4 separate regions of the Mus musculus genome follow, and all the other regions are linked to region 1. Evidence: chromatin contacts called from public HiChIP or PLAC-seq and promoter capture Hi-C data. All regions are on one chromosome and are shown on one strand. The core of a region is the stretch at or near the end of the contact, and the rest is flanking DNA. Distances in the headings are between cores, read along the strand shown. Region 1 holds the start of Gtf3c4 (general transcription factor IIIC, polypeptide 4). Region 2 holds the start of Entr1 (endosome associated trafficking regulator 1). Region 3 holds the start of Tmem250-ps (transmembrane protein 250, pseudogene). Region 4 holds the start of Notch1 (notch 1).

What was found. Promoter capture Hi-C pulls out the DNA fragments that hold promoters and counts their contacts. HiChIP or PLAC-seq counts read pairs in DNA pulled down with a chosen protein or histone mark. Capture Hi-C pulls out chosen DNA fragments and counts their contacts.
Region 2: a promoter capture Hi-C map of liver shows a contact between it and region 1, with 2.8 times the contacts expected there. The contact joins the promoter of Entr1 here to the promoter of Gtf3c4 in region 1. A contact is called at or near these places in 3 of 39 promoter capture datasets (erythroid cells and liver) and 2 of 9 other capture datasets (liver and pancreatic islet).
Region 3: a contact with region 1 is called in a promoter capture Hi-C map of erythroid cells, with 23 times the contacts expected there. The contact joins the promoter of Tmem250-ps here to the promoter of Gtf3c4 in region 1. A contact is called at or near these places in 1 of 39 promoter capture datasets (erythroid cells) and 1 of 9 other capture datasets (liver).
Region 4: an H3K27ac HiChIP or PLAC-seq map of embryonic stem cells shows a contact between it and region 1, with 7 times the contacts expected there. The contact joins the promoter of Notch1 here to the promoter of Gtf3c4 in region 1. A contact is called at or near these places in 1 of 39 promoter capture datasets (pre-B cells), 1 of 484 Hi-C or Micro-C datasets (CD4 T cells) and 1 of 115 datasets of contacts at active chromatin or transcription factors (embryonic stem cells).

The regions. Positions count from the first base shown.
Region 1 is chr2:28,837,924-28,841,640 of GRCm38.p6, forward strand. Gtf3c4 (general transcription factor IIIC, polypeptide 4) reads right to left here and starts at 2,437. Exons shown (of 5, transcript NM_172977.3): 1 at 1,960-2,437. The coding sequence starts at 2,304. It overlaps Ddx31 (DEAD/H box helicase 31), which reads left to right and starts at 2,483. Exons shown (of 20, transcript NM_001033294.3): 1 at 2,483-2,937. The coding sequence starts at 2,929.
Region 2 is chr2:26,387,645-26,391,456 of GRCm38.p6, forward strand. It overlaps Entr1 (endosome associated trafficking regulator 1), which reads right to left and starts at 1,672. Exons shown (of 10, transcript NM_026563.3): 1 at 1,505-1,672; 2 at 1,272-1,421; 3 at 848-916; 4 at 1-27. The coding sequence starts at 1,574. Pmpca (peptidase (mitochondrial processing) alpha) reads left to right here and starts at 1,704. Exons shown (of 13, transcript NM_173180.3): 1 at 1,704-1,788; 2 at 2,292-2,494; 3 at 2,587-2,666; 4 at 2,851-2,933; 5 at 3,440-3,534. The coding sequence starts at 1,721.
Region 3 is chr2:26,139,032-26,142,779 of GRCm38.p6, forward strand. It overlaps Tmem250-ps (transmembrane protein 250, pseudogene), which reads right to left and starts at 1,475. Exons shown (of 2, transcript NM_001256521.1): 1 at 1,108-1,475.
Region 4 is chr2:26,501,419-26,505,429 of GRCm38.p6, forward strand. It overlaps Notch1 (notch 1), which reads right to left and starts at 2,404. Exons shown (of 34, transcript NM_008714.3): 1 at 2,080-2,404; 2 at 463-541. The coding sequence starts at 2,140. It overlaps Gm35978 (predicted gene, 35978), which reads left to right and starts at 2,509. Exons shown (of 2, transcript NR_132655.1): 1 at 2,509-3,411; 2 at 3,746-3,929.

The sequences.
Region 1 (3,717 bases), core at 1,187-3,686:
GCCTCAGCCCAGCAATCATCTGCTTACCTCTAGCCCAAGCAGTCTCACACTCCTGAACTATACCAGATCACACTATCCTCATGAACTGAAACAGCACTCAAGAAACTTCCTGGACTAACCTTCCTAGTTCCTAAACTGGTGTCATTTTCTCTGACTCTAGAAGAAATCTTCAGCTCCAGGCGATTCATCAATGCTCAAGAAACAGTCACACATAGCTCCACTCATGATGAAAGATCCATGTGCATGAGCAGGATGCCTCGCTTGCCACCTTGAGTAGCCTTTCTGAGCTTCCTGATAAACCAAACACTATCATTTCTTGGGACTGCTACAGACTCAGTGACCTCCTCTGATTTAAGTGCCTCCCCTCCTACTCCTTTCACCAAACTCTCTGTTAAACAGTCAGTTTTTACCATCTAGGCCCAGACTTTCCCTAGCTGAGGGGCACTGGAATATCCATTGAAACAGTAAGTTCAGCAGAGGGTGCAGCTTTTCAGCACCTTTCTTCTGCCTCCCTCCTATGTTTATCACTTCAACAGCACTACCAGTTTATATTTGAATCATTTCACTCAGATCTTAGGATCTTACATGACTCAGTCAGTCAAGCTGAATAATTAATTAAATCTGTGAGTCTGTAATCCCAGGCAAGATTATCAAGCTCAAGATGCTATTTAAAAGAGAAAAGGCCTGGCAGTGGTGGCACACGCCTTTAATCCCAGCACTTGGGAGGCAGAGGCAGGTGGATTTCTGAGTTGGGAGGCAGAGGCAGGTGGATTTCTGAGTTCAAGGCCAGCCTGGTCTACAGAGTGAGTTCCAGGACAGCCAGGGAAACCCTTTCTCGAAAAAACAAAAACCAAATAAAATAAAAAAAAAATAAATAAACATATTATCCAAATCAACAGTGTGTTTGAAATTTGAATCAAGTGTGCTAAAAAGAGCTCAGGCTACTCAAATGGTACCCGTGATTAATCACCTGGATTTGGAATGGCTGTCTAGAAGAGTATGGAAAAACTTTACTTTCAAATAAGCATACTGTTATACGTGTGTATAGCTTTATAGCACACCATGATATTAAGACTACATTATTTGTTCATGACCTGCCAAAGGATAAATAACCTCCTTGAGGGCAGGGGCTGTCTCTACTCTGATTTATCCCAGACTCCATTGGGCACCTACTCACTTGACACACACCCACTTTGACAGATTACCTACTGCATATACATACAGAAGGTATAAATAAAATAAAAGTAAGTTTTTACATTTATAGACTATGAAAAGGAACATCGCTCACTAAAGTAAACCATGTTTGAAAATGGTTACATTAATACAACAAAAATTAGAAACTCTACAGTTCAGGAGCAAACTTGGGTTATATGAAGTTGAAGGCAGTAAATTTATAGAGTTACAGAGACCTTGGACTTGGAAGTCTAAGCACCTGATGCTCTCCGAGGTTTTATTTTTCATCACACTTCCAGATTTAAGAGCTGTCTACCCAAGGAGACACAAGGACCGTTCACAATGAAACCGTCAAACAGGTAACGAAATAGATCAGTTTTTCTTCTCAAAGCAAAAGTGGCGCGAGAGGAGGGCGCTTGCATTACAGAATGAAAACACAAAGCCAGCCCAGGGCCTGGGGAGTTGGCCCCAGACAATAGGAGCAACGGTAGACAGGTCAGGGGTTGGGTCAGCTGCGGGGTGGAGTCACAAGAGTTCCAGAAATCCCGGGGCTAACGGCTCTAACTGTTCCATCCACCAGTAATGAAGGAATGGATAGCGGATCCTGGCTGGGGGGGCGGGGGTGTCTAGGAACAGTGAAGACGCTTGCACGACTTTTTAAAAGCTGCGGCGAGGCTAGCCCCTTCATTAAGAGTTGGATGCACATGGAATCCTAGAGCCGGGTGCAGGCCAGCTTCCCTTGGGATCCGTGGCGCGTCCGCGGGAGAAGCGGTGGAGGCGACTTACCTTGAGGAGGCAGCTGTTGAGAGGTGCGGGTACCGAGGTGCGGTGGATCACCAGATCCTGGCCTGGGTTGTGCACATCGCAGATAAGCTCCAGCACGGCGACGCTGCGAGCCGTGGACACAGACACGCGGTGGTCCTCAGACCAGGAGAGCGGCTCTAACCCGCTCACCGCGTATTGCAGCTTCACGGCAGGCTCCCGCCGAGTCACCATGAGGCGAAACGAGGCGCTGGGCCCGGGGGCCGCGTCGGCAGCCGCCTCCTTCCCGCCCCCTTCGTCCTTCTCCTCTGCGGGCGGCGAGGGCTCGTCGGCCTTGGGCCCCACCAGGGCCTGGTCCGCCTCGCTCATCTTACTAGGAGCGAGGAGGTCGGGTTACCGGCACACTGAACGCTCGCCACCTTGCCCCGGCCTCTCCCAGCGCCCTCCGCGCCCGTTCACTCCCCGCAGGCCCCGAGCGCCACCGAGCCAGAAAGGACCCCGTCGTTGCTAGGCAACGCCACCCTGCTAGATGGCCGTGGAGCTGCCTGTCTGGAAAGTGCGCTCCGGTAGGGCTGACCCGAGGCGCGCCTGCAGACACGCGGAGAAGGTGGGCGCTTCAGAGAGTCCCTTTCCTAGACACTGGGTGCTAGGTCCGACTAAGAGCCCACGGGAGAGTGAGCCTCCGTGGGTGACTGAAAAGCTGAGAAGACCAGCGTGGTGGCTAAAGGAGACCCTGCTGGGTGGGCGGCGCTCGGCCTCTTCCGGTTTCGGAGGCGTGTGAGGCCTCTTGTCTCCCGCCGGTGCGTGCCGTCCCGGCTCCCGGACCCGGAAGGGGCGGCGGCGGACCGGCGATAGTTGCGAAGATCCTCCCTCTCCACGTGCTACCTGGGCTCCCTGCTGGTTCCGCGGCTCCGCACTTGGGCTTTGGCTACTGTCTGCAGCACTTTGCCTGACCGGCCTTCCAGGACGTGCTTCGGACGCACTCAGGTCCAGATGAAGCGGGTGAGTGCAACCCCAGCCCGGGAGGTGCCACAGTGATCAGGTCCGGTCGAGTTCTTTAAGATGTCCAGAGGGGCTGCCGGGCTGCTCTCGGAAACACGTGAACGAGCGGGGAACCCCGCCTTGGGAGCAAGAGACCGGCGGGCTCCTGAGATTGTCTGAGAACTTAGGTTAGAATTGCAGGCTGTAGTAACTAGTCAAGTTCTTGAGACTAGCTGGGGGGAGGGGGGGACGGGACGGGGGACTAGTCAGCATAAGGATTGGAGGCTGGGTGTATCCAAGCTGGAAAATAATGCCTGAGACATGAGGTCTTAACTGTCGGGAGCCAGGTCTTCTGCTGGCAGGAAGGGTCACTTCTGTTAGGAATGGAGACTGGACTCGGTTCTTTGAGCTTTTAAACGGGACGTTTTCATCCACGTATCCGTTCCCTCGAGAGGAGAAAAGTGACTCTTACAGCAAAAAGATGGTTTTAGGGTTGCTGGTTTATCTTCTTGAAAGTGGGAAGATGTGATAGGAGGCTTCATCCCCCTCACCCAAAAGATAATAATGAAATACAAATTGCCCAGCCAGTTTCAGGTCAACCAATGCTTTTAAACTCCTTTGACTAACACACCCACTGCCTAGTTGCACCTTGGTAGAAGGAAGGAGGGACCTTATTAAGCTTAGAAGGTGATGAGTAAGGACTCTTCAGCAAGCCATTGGTATAGTTGAAACTATGTGGGAGGAGAAATACAGACAACCCTCCGGATAGTGGAGGAGAGGGCATAGGATTTACTGTAGGGT
Region 2 (3,812 bases), core at 422-2,921, 2.5 Mb before region 1:
CTTCTTCAAGGTCTTCAAGTTTGTCACCTGAAAAAACGAACACCACAGAAGACTGTGAAAGGGCCCAACATCCTGTGTTACCATCACGTTTCAACTGTAACTCAAAGAACATTACAGAACATGAGAGCTGCCAAAGAGGTTAGAGAATATGCAGGCTCTCACCCTTTGGCCTCCTTGAGACAACCCTTGCCACTTTAAAAGAAACAAAAAATGCTGTGCCAAACAAAGGTCAAGTCCAGGGGTCCACCCACATTCAGGTAACTGATCTACCTCTGAGTCATATGCCCAGTTCCCCAGTAAAGCCTGTAGGTTGCTGAGGCTGACTTCACTCCACCCCCCTACACATACTACCCCCTGTGCGCACACACAAACACACAACACAGTGGGCTGAAGGCTACTGTAGGCGATTCAAAGCTGCTGAGATGCCACAGTGCATCTCAGGAACTGCTCTATGCCATCCCTTCCTCTGACCTTCTCTCCAACTACCCTAGTTGACCAGCCTCTACCTCCACACCTATCAGACTCAGTTGCTTATGTGGGTCTCATAACACCTACATCTTATGTCGCTTTTTTCTTTTTCTTGGTTTTTCAAGACAGGGTTTCTCTGTGTAGCCCTGGCTGTCCTGGAACTCACTCTGTAGACCAGGCTGACCTCGAACTCAGAAATCCGCCTACCTCTGCCTCCCAAGTGCTGGGATTAAAGGCGTGCGCCACCACTGCCCGGCTCCACTGCTCTTTTGGGCTCCAGGTATATACCCCTTAAACCCTGTCATCCTGAAAGCCCATGGCCAGACCCCTGCCAGGCACTGAGTCTAAGAGGGAAAGAAGACCCACTGAGCTACTCTACCTCCAAAGCGCGTCTCAGGGGCTCCCGAAGGACCTTGGTTAGTACATTTCCCCTTTCCATAGCCAAAACCTGCAAAAAGACATGGTCAGCTCACCGTGATCACAGCAAGCCTTATGACTGCAGCGTTTGTCCAGGGAGGTGAAGACCGCAGACGCCTGACTCCCACTGAGTCTGGGACTAGAAAGCTGTCTTCTGAGGCTGGATGCGGTAAACTACACATCCCTGCGCGCTCTAAGAGCAGCTGCAGGTGGAACGCAGACCCGCTAGGTCCAGCCCCTGGCCTTGCCCAAGCCGGTGGGCTTAAGTGGCCTCCGAGCTCCACCAGGCACTACCTTCCTGCCTTGAGGCGGGCGGGCGGGCTGTGGGGAGGGCTCCCCGCGCTGCCCAGCTCCGCACTGTGGCCGGCGCCCCGACCGACTCTCACCTGTGTCTCCTACCGAAGCCAGCACCGGGCTGGGCACATAGCACATAAACGTCGGCCGAAAGCCGAAGAGATGGGGGTGCAGGTCCCCGCCATGGGGGCGCTCACAGTCTAGCTGGGGGAGACAAGACCGGCGCTCATAGAACGCAGGAGCTGTAAGCGACAACGAGAGCGGCTTCACCGCGGGCCGCCGCCGCCCGCGCCCCCCGGCCCTGCCCCAGCCGCGCGCCGCTCACCGTCGGGAACCACAAGGCTCCGCGTCCGCGATAGAGGGGGCGCGCCCTGCCGCCGCGCGTAGCCCGACATCGCCGCGCCCTAACCCGGCCGCGGCCCCATGGCCCGCAAGGCAGTCGCCGGCCCCTGCCTCATCCGGCTCGGCGGGCCGGAAGCCAGCGCCGAACGCCGCGGGGCGGGGTCGGAAGCGGAAGTGACCGCAGAAGCGCGGCGGCGCGATGGCGACGGCAGTGTGGGCGGCTGCGCGGCTGCTTCGGGGATCTGCGGTGCTGTGCGCGCGGCCCAGGTGAGCCGAGGCCTGTCTCGGTGCGAGGAAGGGAGGACTCGGGGGAGTTGGTACCGGGGGGAACTGGAAGAGAAGAATGGGCCTCTGGATCAGAGCACAGGCGCCTTGGGCCTGGAGAAGGAGCTGGGGACTGGAACCTGGTTGGGAGTGGTCGGCAGAGTCCCTCGGCTGGAGCCTTTAGACCAAAGCGAAGCCCTGAGGGGCCGGGCTTGCCCAGGCCCATATGCACAGGAACTCGTTTCTCACGCAGCCTGCTGATCAGAGTGGACAGTGAAGCCCCAAAGACCGGGGTCGAAGAGATGGCTCAGTAGTTAGGCCTACTGACTGCTTCCCCTGGGTTTGGCTACCAGCGCCCATTTGGTGGCTCACAACCATCTATCTATAACTCCACTATCCAGGGGATCCAAAGCCCTCTTCTGACCTCCATGGACAACGGGCATGCCTGTGATGAACATACATCCGTGACATAAAATAAGACTAAATATTTTGCTGCTCTGCTGTAGGTTTGGATCTCCTGCACACAGACGGTTCAGCAGTGGTGCCACCTACCCCAACATCCCCCTCTCTTCTCCCTTGCCTGGAGTACCCAAGCCTATTTTTGCAACAGTTGATGGACAGGAAAAGTTTGAAACCAAAGTTACCACTCTGGACAATGGGCTTCGTGTGGCATCTCAAAATAAGTTTGGACAATTCTGTACCGTAGGAAGTAAGTTCTATTGGCCATTGTTTTGAAAACTTTCTGTTGATTAAATGTTTTGAATATTTGGCTTAACCTGTCCATTTTCTTTTTATTACCAGTTCTTATTAATTCAGGATCACGATATGAAGCGAAATATCTTAGTGGAATAGCTCATTTTTTGGAAAAATTGGCATTTTCGGTCAGTGTCTAATTTGTAATTTTTATAAGTTTTCAGTTTTCCTTTTTAAGAACTTGTATTAGTTAAGGATCTGAATATGAAGTTGGTGCTCACAAAAGACTTCTGACATGATTTTGTGTGTTTGAAAGCAAATGTACACTTAATGGATTTTGGGTTATTTACTTAAGCTTAATTATTTTTATAGTCCACTGCTCGATTTGACAGCAAAGACGAAATCCTGCTTACGCTGGAAAAACATGGTGGTATCTGTGACTGCCAGACCTCAAGGTATTTCATGTCCATCTGTCCTCCTCATCATGTCCTCCTCATCCTTGGTCAGAGTCTCTTAGAGTCTCTCTGAAAATCCACAGCATGCCTGATGTTGGGGACAGAAAGCATTCCATACTAGTTTCTTCTCTGACATCCTTTGACCTTTAATTGTCCAGGCCTTTACCTGGGAAGAATGCTAAGCTAAACAGGCAGGCTGCTGCTGGCTATCTGAAGCTGGGCATGTGTCCATGTGAAACCAGTCTTCATTTAGACCAGCTGGTTATTTGTCCAGGCCTAGGAAGCCCTGAGTGAGAGACTTCCTCTGTGAAGAGAGGAGAACCAGTTTCCTCTGGTTCCAAAGTATCTCATGGAGAGCTTCACTGTGGGCAGTTGTGGCTCCCAGAAGGCCTTCACACCCAAGAAAGAGGTAGTGGTAGTGTCTTTGCTGGCATGAAGGGCCTCAGTGACTGAGTTGTTATCTGGTGTAAACCATGCACCTGCTATTGTGGCTTATTTCCTTTCAGAGACACCACCATGTATGCTGTGTCTGCTGACAGCAAAGGCTTGGACACTGTGGTGGATCTGTTGGCTGATGTGGTTCTGCACCCCCGACTGACAGGTGTGGCTCTGAGGCTGGGTGGTCAGGAGGAGCTTTGGAAGGGCTATAACTTCCTGTGGGGAGGCACTGTTAGAGCCGGGCACTCATGTGCCAATCATTGGAGAGTGCCAGTGCTGAAACAAGCCTGCAGTGTTCTACACAATGTTTCATCCTTTAATATATCTAAACGAGACCTTAAAGGGTTTACTAAAGTTCTGCTCAGAAATGTCCCTCATCCCGTGTGTAAGCATGAATGCCATGCCTACAGAAGTTTCTCTTGCCTGGTCTCCTTTATCCTC
Region 3 (3,748 bases), core at 225-2,724, 2.7 Mb before region 1:
AATGGTTAACATTCTACCTCCCAGTGCTGGGAGAGGAAAGCAACAGTAACTATGCCCCTCAGCAGCCGCCGGCCGGGAGAGGGTCCCTAGGACTGCCAGGGATAAAACGGGGACAGTAGTGCTCTAGCTAAGCTCACTCTTTAGTTTCTTGAAGACCCACACACCCGGCTACTGGTTGCCCAGTACTCCCCATTACTTCCATAGTGACTTATAACAGTCCCCTTCAAGGACACTCCATGCAGAGTCACAAGAGGACTGGGATGAAGGGGGTGTCCACATAGCAAGCCCCTAAGGTTACTTGCTGGGCCTGAACTTTGGCATTATTTTGGCAGGTTACCATCTCACCTCCCACTGATCTTGCTCCGTAAATTGAGGCACCAAGACCTCTTCCCTGGGGCTGCCTGTACACAACAAAAGCATTACTGGCTTATCTAGGCTGGACATAGTGTCAGAGTTCTCCAAACTGGGACACAGAGAGGAGAAATGGCGTGTGGTTCCTTGTTTCACCAAGCAATTGTCATTCGCAGCAGCCTATGTTAATTTGCATATGGGGGAAAAAAAACACTAAATTTCAAACTATGGGACACTAGAGACCAAAAGTTGGTAACAGGACAGGGCAACATCGCCAACAGGCTTTTGCGACTTCCACTCCAACGGCTTCTGTCACCGCCGTAGGTCCTGAGCAAATGGCCGCCAGCGCAGCTGCGGCCGAGGCGCAGTGGGAGGAAACCTGTCCCGAGCCGGGGAGGCTTAGCTATGTTTTACCCAGCTAGACAGGGCAATGGCCTCATTCAGGCGTGTCACTGGACACCGCACAGGAGGGGGATGCGGTCTGCAGCAGGTGTACTCGGGTGGAGGTGCATGCCATGGCGCGGCCCGGCGCGGGGCACGCGTCTCTGAGCACGGGACCCTAGAGCAGGACATCCAGCTCTCCAAGGCCCGCTAACTCGGCGCGTGGAGATACGACCCTCACTAGCCATAGGCTACGCGCGACCCCGGCCCTCAGCCCGCGTTTTCTGCGGGCGCCACTTCCGGTGTCGGGGCGCCGTTGCCGTGGAGACGGCCCTTAGGTCCGTGGCCGGTCCCCGCCCGTCCTCGGCGGCTCACCCGGTGCCCTCTCCGTGGCGGTGCCGGTGTCCGGAACCATGCGGCGGGCCGACGGTGCTGGGGACCGGGCCTGCGGCTGAGCTTGTGCCCCGGGGGTGCGACGCCAAGGCGGGCACATGCCGCCGAGGACGGGGTCGCTTCGCGCGGCCCTTCAGTTGCCCCCGGCTGGCTCTGGCCCGGAGGGGAGGGCGCTCCCGGGCCGGGCCCGAGGCGTTTGTCCCAGCGTGGGAGCCGTAGTGTTGTCCCTCGGCGGCCACCGTAGCACGGTCTTCACGCCCCCTCCGCCCGCGACGACACGGTGAAGCCTCGCAGCGCCCACCGCGGGCCCGCGCGGAGCATCCAGGAATTCCTCATTATCCGAGGACGCGCACTAGCGTGCGCGCGCCGTGAGCCGACCGTGACGTCATTGGCCCGCGGCCTCAGCCGGAGCGTGAGTTTAGCTCTCCCGCGCAGGCGCAGATGGGAGAACTAAGGGCGAGGAGGCTGGTCCTCTCCGTGTCAGTGCGCGTGCGCGAGTGTGGGAGGGGCTTTCTCGCTGTGGTGTGAGCTTGTCTCCTTTCTGGTGGTGCGGTGGAGTTTTTCCTGTGTCCCAACGCGCGCCGCTGGCACCCAGAGAGCAGTGACGGTTGCAGATGAAGCGATCTCGTGCTTTAGGGGTACTCGCTGTAGAGCACAAGGATCCTGGAAGCGCCAAAAGAAAGAGTTAAGCTGGTGTGTCACCGGTCTAAATGACCTTGCCAGGTTCCTGCAAGCAGGTGTGGTAGGTTTCAGTTAAAAGTTGATGTGTGCGTTTGTTGCTAGGATGTGGAGAGAAGGTTGGGTCAGGCCATCATCCCATGACGGACCGGAAAGTAGCCTTACAGGGTTATCCTACATTGACCCTCCTGCTTACCCAGGCGTCAAATGCAGGCTCCCAGGGAAGAGAAACAGACCCTTTGCAGGAAAGGGGAACCTAGGGCTGGCTGCAAGGCACCTTTGCACTTCACAGGGAACACTTGGAGGCCCCAGCCCACGCAAGACCAAGAGCAGCTACAGGCAGTGGCATGTGCACATCCTGCCAGTACAGCCCACAAATGAATGAATAGATGTAAAAATAAGTGAATGTGCCATATGTCATTATACTCTCTTTTAATCACAGCACTCCAGAGGCAGGCGGATCTCTGTAAGTTCTATGCCAGCCAGGTCTTCTTGGTGAGAGTATGTCAAACACATCTTGGGTCAGTGAGATGGCTTGTGGGTAAAGGCACTTGCCACCAAATTAACAATCCTTGGTACCCACATAACAAAGGTGAAAATTGATGCCCTCCTGTTGCCCTCTGACTTACACACACACACACACACACACACACACACACACACACCATGCACACAGAAGTAATGCTTACAATAAGTCTAAGTCAACTGGAGCCCCTGGACTATGTGACCCTGTCTCGAAACAATAAGAAGCATTTCCTCCCCTGGCCTGAGTTTCTGTCACCCTGGAGTGATGATCTTCTGTTTTCTTGATCGTCCCCTCCTTTAGCTCCCCCCTTGGTTCTGTCCCTACTAGAGATGTCCAGTTTCTCTACTTTTTCTGTCCCTCTGTCCCTTTCCACTTGTTCAGCCCTGTTGCTCCTGTAAGAGCCCTCAGAGTCCTCTACACCTCTGACTTTGAGGCTCTCTCCCTCTGAGGTTGGGCAGGTAGCTGCTGCTGACAGCTCTTGGCCTCTAATGTTGGACCACTGGACGGAGACTGAAAGCACCCTGAACGTCTCACTAAAGGATGCTTCTTGTGACCTCTACTCTCTTGCTTTCTGCTAGTTCTTGGAAGTGTTGGGTACCACCACCCACGAACTGATTCCAGAATGATCCAGACCACAGCAGGGTCATCCCCAAGGATAGGATCCAATCTCAGTTGTTCTGTTTGCTATAGGACAGTCCCGCCATAGAAAGTCTACCTGAAGTCTGTCTGTCAGCTTCCACCCTGCTATCTGCTCTGGGCTTCTCAGTGGGCAAGCACTGGACAGTGGCCTGGCGCCACCTGCTGGGACTGTGCACGGCATGTCCCAGACTTTTTTTAAATTTTTATTTTATTTTATTTTATTTATTTATTTTGGTTTTTCAAGACAGGGTTTCTCTGTGTAGCCTTGGCTGTCCTGGAACTCACTTTGTAGACCAGGCTGGCCTTGAACTCAGAAATCTGCCTGCCTCTGCCTCCCGAGTGCTGGGACCACCACACCTGGCCCCAGACTCTTAAAGACCTACAGAAATGAGAGGAAGGTATAGTCCAAACCCAGGCACGGGGCCCATGGGACTGAGGCCATCTCATTTGTGTCTGTGGCTGCCTTGGTGCCATCTTTACAGAACAGTCAGAGCCGGGTAGCATCAGGACCCAGTGGCCTTCGTGCTGTCCGCACTGCCTGAGAGTGGGTGCAACCCTCACTTGAAATGATGCTTTCCTGCCAGGCAGTGGTGGCGCACGCCTTTAATTCCAGCACTTGGGAGGCAGAGGCAGGCGGATTTCTGAGTTCGAGGCCAGCCTGGGCTACACACAAAGAAAGAAAGAAAGAAAGAAAGAAAGAAAGAAAGAAAGAAAGAAAGAAAGGAAGGAAGGAAGGAAGGAAGGAAGGAAGGCTGTTTTCTTCACTTTGAGCTTCTCTCC
Region 4 (4,011 bases), core at 1,154-3,653, 2.3 Mb before region 1:
CAAACAAACAAAAAAAAACAAAAAGCACCACCAACAAAACCAGAACACAAACCAACAACACGGGTCAATTTCCTTCCTAGTGCACTCCTGCTCAGGAAGAGGGATCCCAGGTGACAGGGGGTGGGGGTCTCAGACTCTCTCGGTAAGTGTCCCAGAACGAATGCTCATCATCCAAAACAACTGTTTCTCAAGCATTTTAAATAAGAACTAGGGCACCAAGAATTCCCAGGAGCCTGAGGGCCCACGAAGGAGTGTGCCAACCTCCAGGGGCCAGAGTAGCTCCACACGCGGCATAATTGCTGGTGATTAAGTAATTGCCAGACTTTGTCCAATAAAAGTCAGCACGTGACTGCACTCAGCCTCGGGGCTGTCTTCCGAAGACAATAGCCCAGTGTTCTGTCCCCAGAAGGCAGGGGCTCTGCTCTGACAAAAGCAACAGGTCCCCTCAGGGGCGGTACTCACACACAGGCTTCAGTGCCGTTGGCCACTTCGCACCTCCCTCCATTCAGGCAGGTCCCACTTGGCTGGGAGCATCTCAAGCCTGGGGGAAGGTCAGAAGAGAGAGGTCAGGCTTGGTTCTGGGCACCTAACTCCTTATAGTCCTGATGGTGGACGGAGATTAAAGCCATGGTGCCTATGCACTAGAGTTATTGGCAGTCCTGAGGGGGTGCGGGACGCGGTGGGGGGGGCGGCTTACGAATCAATGTTCTGCTCACAGTATTGTAGTCAAAAACTAGTGGGGAAAGGATAGGCTGGCTAGGTGGCAGGTGTACCGCCCCACTCATAGTGAGGCGAAGTGGACGGCAACAGAAAGACTTAGCAAATTCTCCCAAACTTCTAACCACACAGCCAAAGTGGGAGGGGATTAAGGTGCCCAGCAAAGCCCCCCGACAAGCCTCCACCCTTGCCTCAGTTCAAACACAAGATACGAGGGGACCGCAGGAGGGAGGGGGTGGCCACACTCAGCTCCCCGGATCGTGGGAAAAAGCGACAGCTGCGGAGCCCGCCACCCCGCCCTCCAACAAAGCGCCGGCCCGGGAATCAGAGCGGCCCATTGTCGCGCCAGGGCCGCCTCCTGGGGCAGCGGGGCCGCACCCGGAGACCTGCCCCGCCTACTCCGACACCCAATACCTGTTCGCAGGCATCTCCAGGGGCAGCCCCCGCCGCACCCAGGGAGGGGGTCTTAGAAACCCCACTTAGAAGGAATTCCACCCCGTTCTCGGGAAGGGGCTATTATTAATCAAGCCCCTCCCACGCCATCTTAAAGAGCTCTAAAAATTAAGCCTCGATGTAGGGCTGAGCTCGAGCGTCACATAAAACCCCACTTTTAAGGAAAGGGCAGGCAGTTCTCTCCTTCGATTACTGGGAGAAGAGTGCAGTTGGTTACTACAACAGGAGTACCCCGTTCTGTGAAGCCGGAAGGGAAATAAGGGCTCCCCTCTCCGGCTCCCGTTCCAATCAGCACAGGATTTTCAAACTTCCGAAATGAGTCAGTCCCACGCCCACCCTAGGCAGCAAGCCGCCTGCACATCGCCCCTCTTCGAAAGTTTGATTCCGGCTAGGGGACAGCGATCCCAAAACCCCATACTAGGAGTCCAGGGCACATCGTCTCTGCCCCGCTCTAAGTAAGCAACGAGAGTATAGCGCCCCTGACCTCACACTGCACCCCAACATCCGCCCTAGCACGGGCCGGAGGCAAAGAAGAATGAAAATAAATGGTCCCAAGAAGCAACAGGAAACCAAAACCGATTCGATTCAAATCGAAAAGTAGAGGCGCAAGCAGCATGTCCGCCCCCGCGGCGAGCCCCAGGAGCGTCTACCCAAGTGCGAGCCAGGGTTGGGCCTCCGGGGCCCCATACCACACTTCCAGCGTCTTTGGGCGCTATGAGAAAAGTGGGTACCCCTGGAAAGAGAAGGGTCCTCCTCACACGCCAGGACACCAGGTCCCACGGTCCCGTCCACCCGCTCTGGCTCTCAACTCTGGCAGCTGGTCCCTTACTCCTATCTACCCAAAGCGTGCGCAGGGCGCAACAGAAGTTTCTGAAAGGCGCCCGAAGTTGCGGGCTCGCGGGAGCCTACCTCTTGCGGCGAGCGCGGGCAGCAGCGTTAGGCAGAGCAAGGGCGTCAGGAGCCGTGGCATGCCTGCTCGCCAGCTGCCCGCAGCCCGGGCGGCGGCCTCTTGGGGTGGCCGGCGGGGATCGGACGTTGACGCACACCACCGGCGGTCCCGCAGGCGTCCACCCTCTGATGCCCTCTTTCCTGGCGGGTGGGCGGCGCTGGGCTCTCAGCGGCGCTGGGCCCTACAAGGCACCCGGGCTCGTTCCTTCACTGCGCTCGCACCCGCGCCCAGCGCCCGCGCCCTGCGCCCCACGCCCCTGCGCTCCCTCCCGCGGCAGAGGCACTAGTGAGGCTCTGAGCGGGCGGGCGCTCCGCCCCTATGGGGGCCCGCCCCTGCCCCGCCCCATCCCAGCGGGCTCCGCCCCTGGTTCCTGCGAACCCTTACCCCCTTGTGGACCCTGTCCCTCCCAGCGCTTTGGTGGGTTCTGCGCCTGTCCGGGCTAGGGAGCGCGTCCCGAGCCAGGATCTAAGGATCTTATGGTTCGCAAGACAAGGAGGAATGGAGGGGTGTATGGAATGGGCATCTAGGAACTACTTCTTGTTCGAAAGTTTACAGAGACCAAAAGTTTGAGCTGGCGCTGCGGAAGGATCAGGCTTTGTGTGTAGCCGCCCTCTGCGACATTTGGCCAGAATTTGCATTTCAATAGTAGAGGAGGTACGGGTCTTGTGGGAAAGGAAAGCTGCACGGGGAACCAGCTCCATCCTGGAGTTAGGTCTAGGACCGTGGGCAGGAGCAGCTGAAGTCAAGTTTGGGGGGAATCCTGGGGCAGGAGTTTAAATGTGGCGCCCTGGCAGCGTTGCGCGTGTCCTGTCCCTAGGGCTCCACTCCTGGGAGCTGTTTGGTCTCGGCTATAGGCATCAGGAGGATTGAGGCCAGGCACTCTTAGCCATGACTTCCGGAACGCTTGACCTTAAACGATGATGGCGTCGCGCCCGCAGCCTCTGTAGAAGGGAGTTCGGGGCTCCCTAAGGGAACTCCCCAAGGACTAGTGCCTTGCTGGACAGATTGCGCTCTCGATTCCCAGCAGGAACCCGAGTCTAGACGTTCCACGGTCACCCTTCTCACTGGTCCCTGGCTGTGTCCGACTTAGGTGGCCTGGGAAAGTGCAGAGTTCCAGTACAATGACTGCTAGCGTCAACACAGCCTCTCATGCTTTATCTCCACCTTGATGTTTGGACATCCTGTGCTAAGCTGCTTAGCACTGGGCGTCCAAGATGCCTTCCTTATCCCTTTGCAGTTAAAGTTCAATGGAATCTGGAACGAACAACACCTCCCCATCCTAAAACACGGTGGTGAGTTCAACAAGGAATAAGGGCCCCAGATTATATTGTCCTAGGACCCTCCCATCTCCCTTGACACACCTGTTCCTGAAAGGCACTAAAGGGCCAGTGCCAACAGCTGTCCAGCCCCCATCTCCTGCTCCTCTCAGAAACTGGCCTCAAGCCTGGGGGTTAGCAGCATGGGGTCAGTACCCGAGAGAAAAAGCGCCCAATGCTACAGAAATATTTATATAAGAGATCTGCAGCTCCAGAGAGCAGTTCCATAGAAGGAACGCCTGACTGCAAGTGCCTCTTCTGAGATGGGTCCTGAAGGCCTCTAACTGCTTATGTGTCGACTATATTCCAGCTTTGTCAGCAGGCAGCCTGACTTGGATACAAAGAAGGCCTTATCCTTCTGGAGTCTGGAGACCTGCGCTGACCTGGCGACATCTGCCTACCTGCCATCCCGTCTGTCCATGGGTGTCTGTATCTCTTCCACTGTCTTTGTCTAGCAATGAGTATGGCTGCACAGCAGACCAGCTGAACACAAACACTTGTTGGCTCTTTTTATAAGTAGAGGCCAACCACACAGGCAGGAGAACTTAGCTGTGGAACCCTGGGACAGCTGAGCCA